Linked DNA regions of Gossypium hirsutum: region 1 is linked to region 2. Evidence: chromatin contacts called from public Hi-C data. All regions are on one chromosome and are shown on one strand. Each heading gives the region's core, a stretch centred on a gene start, on an enhancer-like site or on the middle of the called end of the contact. The rest is flanking DNA. Distances are from core to core; before and after follow the strand shown. Region 1 holds the start of LOC107955258 (probable indole-3-pyruvate monooxygenase YUCCA8). Region 2 holds the start of LOC107952745 (receptor-like serine/threonine-protein kinase ALE2).

What was found. A called contact is a pair of places that touch in the nucleus more often than the background predicts.
Region 1: a contact with region 2 is called in a Hi-C map of leaf, with 1.8 times the contacts expected there. The contact joins the promoter of LOC107955258 here to the promoter of LOC107952745 in region 2. A contact is called at or near these places in 3 of 34 Hi-C or Micro-C datasets (callus, leaf and seedling).

The regions. Positions count from the first base shown.
Region 1 is chrA07:42,552,360-42,555,529 of Gossypium_hirsutum_v2.1, reverse strand. LOC107955258 (probable indole-3-pyruvate monooxygenase YUCCA8) reads right to left here and starts at 1,622. Exons shown (of 3, transcript XM_016891001.2): 1 at 798-1,622; 2 at 333-704; 3 at 1-246. The coding sequence starts at 1,478. The coding sequence ends at 13.
Region 2 is chrA07:41,735,395-41,738,722 of Gossypium_hirsutum_v2.1, reverse strand. LOC107952745 (receptor-like serine/threonine-protein kinase ALE2) reads right to left here and starts at 1,776. Exons shown (of 9, transcript XM_016887910.2): 1 at 1,055-1,776; 2 at 73-144. The coding sequence starts at 1,124.

The DNA of each region.
Region 1 (3,170 bases), core at 373-2,872, 820 kb before region 2:
GATTTTGTAAGTTTAGAACTGTGAAAGTGAAATGCAGCGTCTATGGCGAGCAACAGTTCTCATTCTGAGCTGCTTAGTTTCATCTTTAAAAACCTGGGCAATATCTTGTGCAATCCTCATGGCATCAGAGGAAGCACCTGAGAGCCCTCTCCTTGTGAACCCAGCTGCATAAAGTCCAGCTTTTCCTTTCCACCCATGTGGGAATGAAGCCTTTGGGTACCCATTTTTGGTGAAGAATTCACCTTCCTGTTTCATCATGTCAACTATTTCCATTAGTTTATTTGTCAATCTTGGCTTCTTTAAAACAGTTGAATTTTAGAGCATTTTCTCACCTGAAGCCATGAGGGAACATTGCTGCGGTATCCGGTAGCCAACACAACTGAATCGATATCAAGTTTTTCGCCATTAACGAGCTCAACTTGTCCACGTGAGAAACGCTTGATTCCAGGAACCACATTAATGTCACCTGATCTAATTTTCTCCAATGCACCAATGTCCAATACAGGGGTTTTCCCTTTTGTGTTCTTGAGTTCCAAGGGACCCGTTGATGGCCTTTTAAGTCCATATTTCTCAATGTTTCCCAACATCAACCATGCCAAAATCAACATTAGCTTGTCAACAAGCCAAAGGGGTAGCCATTTCATCATCAAAACAGCCAATTCGAATGTTGATTTCCCAAAAATTTCTCTTGGCAGGACATGAACCTGTTGAAAAACAGAACAAAAAACCCATTAGAATTCAATTTTTCTTCGAAGTGTATCTGATATAAGGTAACTTTTTTTTTTCTGATGACTTACCGAGCTGCGAACCACCATTGAAGGTGAAGCATTGTGGTTGCACAGATCAAAAGAAACTTCCATGCCAGAGTTGCCACAGCCGACAACTAGTACTTTCTGCCCCTTGAATTTTTCACCAGACTTGTAATCACAAGCATGGATAACTTCACCACCAAACTCTGACAATCCTTCAATATCGGGCAACACACACTCGGCATTTTCACCAGTGGCCACAACAAGCGAGCGGCAAACGTATTCGAACTCAGTCTTGTTTGAACCACTTGTAACAATGGTCTTCACCCTCCAGAAACCACTGGTCTCATCATACCTAGCTGACTGCACACACTCATTGAACTTTGGGTTGATATCAAAATGCTTAGCATATGATTCAAGGTAGTCAATGAACTGTCTCTTTGTTGGGTACTCGGGGAAATCCTCAGGGAAAGGTAGTTTAGGGAGTTGGCAGAATTGTTTGGGAAGGTGAAGCTTTAGCCTGTCGTAGGTGCGTTTCTGCCACAAAGATGCAATGCAATCGGTTCTTTCGAGGACAACAAAGGGGACCCCTTGTTCTTTCAGGCAAGCAGCAGTGGCTAGCCCTGATGGTCCGGCACCAACAATGACCGGACCATTGACCAAAGTCCATTTACGCTGAAAGAAATCTTGGTCTTGATCAACAAGGCGAAACAAATTCTCCATTGTCATACGGTGAGTTTGTCTTGAGACAAAAATGTAGAGTTGAAATTAGAGAGCTTAGAGAAAAAAAAGAAATGGTGTTTGTTTTTTTCTTTCAGAGAGAGTAAGTTGTTGTTCTTGGTTTGGAGGGAGAAGATGGGATGGGGCTGCTTAAATAAGGAAGGTCCATGTGATAACATTCAAGAATTTAATGCATTTTAAAAGGGTCCAGTTTCAAATCATAAGCCAATGGCTACCTTTTGTTATTTTATAGAATAATTTAATAGATCCTTATATACATATACATTATACTTAAAAAATTGTTGAAGGATTATCATATTTTTTTGGAATTTTTTATTCTTTCCTTTATAATTTTTTTTGTTTATTATAAAGATGTAAATATATTTAGAAGAGAAAACACTTGGGTTACCAATGAAAGCATGGAGTTTCCATGATTTTGATGCCCAACATCAAATGTGCTTGTAGATTTCATACCAAGCTTGAGATTCCATATTATTTTATATCAATTATTGTATATGTTCCACCAACTTCATAGTAAGTGAACTTTGATAAGATCATTTTATATATCAAAAACAATATATATACATATATGATAATTGAAATACACAATCATATTCAATTAGCACAACTTCATACATCATATTGAATTTGTGCAAAAGAAAAAAAGAAAAAGGGAAACATTGTAATGTTCCTAATTTCAAACATAAAAAGAGAAAAGAGAAAAGAAAAGGAAAAGAAATTAGGTCCTATTTTATGCTGTAATATTTGAGGTAAAATCAGCTAAATTAACCGAAGATGAAGTGGAAACATCATAGGGAGAGAATTAGGAAACAATGAAAATGAAAATGACGCAGCATCCTCTTATGATTCTAATGGACCCACTAGAGAGGAGTTTCTTTCATAAAAAAATTTAAAAATAAAGTAAATAAAGAAATAAATGGGAGGATAAATAAAATATTTAAAATGTATGGAAATTGGAAGCCTAAGTGGCAGAGAGTGCTGACTAGGATATAGGCGGCGATGTTCCCACGTGGATTGGATGAGTGAAGTTGATGAATAAGAAGGGGTTTAACACTGTCACGATCTTGGGGGAGGGATCCCCCACATGAGCCCCTCCATTGCCTTGGGATTGCGACTTGTAAGGCTGTTTCGACCCACAAATGCCCCTTTCTGCCGACCCTCCTCCACACCCACCTTTGCGCCATCTGTCCAACCCACTTCGACTAATTTCACACCACTTCCCAAGAAAAAAAATCTGCTCAACCCATCCACATGCCCTCTTCTTCCACTGTGTATGTTTCTAAGCTGACGATTTGCATGCTCAACTAATATTCCTAACAGACTAACAATATTTAGCCTAGTTGTAAAGTTTATTACAATTTTATGGACAGAATTTAGATTTAAATTTTGAATATGATGTTGTTGAGAAAATAATTATAAATTAATTAATTTTTTATAAATTGTAAAACGGGTATAAAAAATATTTTAATTAAATTAATATTACAACAATAAAGATATTGCTCCCAAATTATAGTTTTTCGTGCCTGGTATTGCCCTTGAACTACAACGATGGTTAGCTTTGAACCTTCATTTGGCTTTTGTGTAAATGTTTATACTTTGCCAAGAAAATTAATAACTATGGGTGTTTGTGATATTTAAAAATGTATTTGATTAATTTATATAGTACATTCTATATAGTAC
Region 2 (3,328 bases), core at 527-3,026:
AAGTCTAGACAGGAAATTAATCAAAAGAATTTATTCAACTTCATTAAGATTTAAAGATAAATAAATTGTTACCATGATCAATGATTGTTTCCATCGCAGACAACTGGTGCACTGGTTGTAAAGGAGACAATAATATTTGCAGTCCTGGTAAAAAAGATAAAAATTAAATGGCAGTGATGTTAGTCTTCCTTAATGAACTATAGTTATTGTAACCGTTATGGCAACACATGTCCTTAACTCTATTTGCATGCAACACATAATAACCACAAATTACAAGAAATTAGATAACTATAACAAAGATTTTAACATTTCCAAGGGTAACTGATTTTGACCGTTTACTCAAGAAGGATTGTACCCAAAAGCATTGCTATACAGAAGCTATAATACAAATATTTAAGGCTCATACTCTTTTCAAGAAGCATCCATGGAAAAATAAAATATAAATAAAACAAAGAAAACTAACAGGAAATCCGGAATTCACGAACATTATTTGATAATTGAAGCTCAGTTAACTTTAATGGTATTAGAACACTTATAATTTGAGCTAACCTTTTAGGATAAATAATAATATGTAATTATTCCTGACGTCCATATTATCCATAGTATATTCCTCAAAGGGCTAAGATATGAATAGCTCATCTGATATCCCTTTTTCCAAATTATTATTATTTTCTCAAGATACTGTATGAAATTAGAAAACAGGGGACTAACAAATTACTCAAAAAGCGAACCCTTCTTTACATTTTAAAATTTTCTTTTTTCCGCTTTCTTTAGTTTTGGCGAACTCGAAAGATTAAGCTAAAGGATAAACGTTATAGTGGAAAGTTTAAGTAGACATAAAGAGAGCCAATCAGCAGTAAAGCCAAAGCCTACTTAGCTTCATAAAGCATGCTGACCTTTTCTTAATTTCTATAAATAAAATTAAAAGCTAACTCGGACTAGATTTTAGTCCACTTCCCTTCCTTATCTATTAGTGGCTCCGCAACCAAACAGATAAAACGAAATTAAAGAAGAAGAAAAAAGCAGAAGAGCAAGTTTCCAGAAAGAGTGATACCGAAACAAGAACAAGAGAGAAAGCTGGGTAAGTAAACAAGAAGCAAAATGAACAGAGTCAAAGCAGGCATCTTCTCTCGCCGAACCAGAGTCCACAGCAACCATCGTCAGACACCAACTCGAACAACGTGCGAGTCGTCGGAGAGACACTGGAGATTCCTAAGTTTCCGATGGACCATTCGCCGCCAGCCAAACTCTCCGTTGCTCTCTCCGAGCGAAACGACACACCTCATAACTAAACCAAACAAAACTAAAACCTAAGCTGCTCCGCCGCCAAGCGCCCCTCCAAAAAAAAGGTAAAAGAAACGGAACAAAAACCCTAGGAGAGAGAAGATGAAGAGAATGAGAGTCGGCGTGATTGTAGTAGATCCATGAAATGCGGCAAAGATCTAACGCAACAATGCAGAGAAGAAAATAGGTCTTCCCTTTTCCTTTCTAGTTTGGGAGATGAGAACATGGAAAAGGGATTCTTGGGATGAGAGTAGAAAATTGAGAGAGTAAAGGGAGAACTGCGTCCGTGAGAGACACAGAGAGTGGGAGTGGGGGCTGGAAAGGTGGGGAGGTGCTTTATTACTGGAGTGTAGCCTACAGCAAAAGCAAACACTGCTTCATGAAATTGATGATGGCTGTCTGGTACGCGCTTCTATGCAAGCGCGTTTTCTTAACGCACCGTCGAAAACGACAAACCTGGAAGCCGTTTGTTCCCGTCACTTGAAATTTGGCAAACCGTTTTCTGTTTTGCAAACTCCCAACATATTTTGAAAATTAAAATTAGGTCAATTTCTGATTTTAAAAATAATACAAACAAACAAAATTAGAATGAGCCTTGGATCAAGAGTTTTATTTTATTAATTTAATTTAAATTTTTTAAATAAGTTGAATAAATTTTGACTTGAGTCTGTCGGAGTTAATTTTTTTTGAAATTTAAAATCCATGACATTCACTTGTTTTTTTTTAAACATAGATTTTAAATTTTAAAATAGTAATTTTTAAGTGAATAATTATTTTTTTAAATGGGAAAGGTAATCATGGGATAAATTATGGAATAAAGCCATTTTTTTAAAAATTAAGGAAATAGGTCAATTTTTTAAAAAATGGTGGAAATAGACTGATTTTGCTAAAACACTTTCAATTGGTGTCGCTTTAAGGGAAAACTAGAAAAACGCTCCAGGTCAGTGCGTTTTTCCCCTCCCCAATAGTCACTTCCAACAACTATTTTAAATAGTCATTTCCCCCCTGACAGTAAAAAAAGAAACTATAAATCTCTCACCTACTAATTTCTCACATTTCTCATATTTCTTTATTAAATCTCTCAAATTTTTCAATCAACTCTCAAAAATCTCTCAAATTCTCTCTTAAATTTTTTTACTAAAATTATATTTCTATTCAAATTCTATTTTTTATTCTATTTTTTATTAATATTTTTAAGAAATTTTTTTCGTGTTCTATATAATTTAGCAATGGTCGAGTCTCTAATCCGTCTTGATATCAAGCATATTTCCATCAATCAATTGTAAACGGTAAAAATAAATTTTAATCTTGTTTAATTTTTTTTATTTCATTGTTATATTTTAACTTAACGTTTTTTATAATTTTTATGTAAATAGGTAGAAGATCGAATTTTACAATGTCATATTCGTAATCTACACGGTCCTCTATCACCGTTGATCGAACCATACTTGAGGGAAACCAGTTTTTGGCACATGGCCCTTGTAGGCTGAGAGTGTAAGTTGGACCCGAAACTCATAAGCGCATTGGTGGAAAGGTGGAGACTCGAGACACACACATTCCATTTTTCAAGCGACGAGTGTACTATCACTCTAGAGGACGTGCATTTACAATTGGGGTTACCCATGGATAAGTTGGTAGTTAATGGGTTTGTTCAGTCACTGATTGGGGAGCTATATGTTTAGATCTTTTGGGTGCAGTTCTGGAGATGATTTACGAAGGTCGAATCAAAATGGCTTGGATACAAAAAAATTTAGCGGAGCTGGTTAATGATTCGACTGAAGTACAAAGAGAACAATATGCTTAAGTGTACATCCTTCAGATCATCAAGGATATCATGATGTTGGATAAGTCATTAAATCTTGTCCATCTAAGGCGACTACTGAAACTCGTCAATTTTAGAGGAGCGAGCTGTAACACCCCTTAACCCTAGACCATCGCCGGAACAGGGTTACGAGGCATTACAGAACATATCAGACAATTTACAATTAATTTGAAATAAATGACATACATATCTTGATTTAATCATAAAGTCCCTATAATGGAC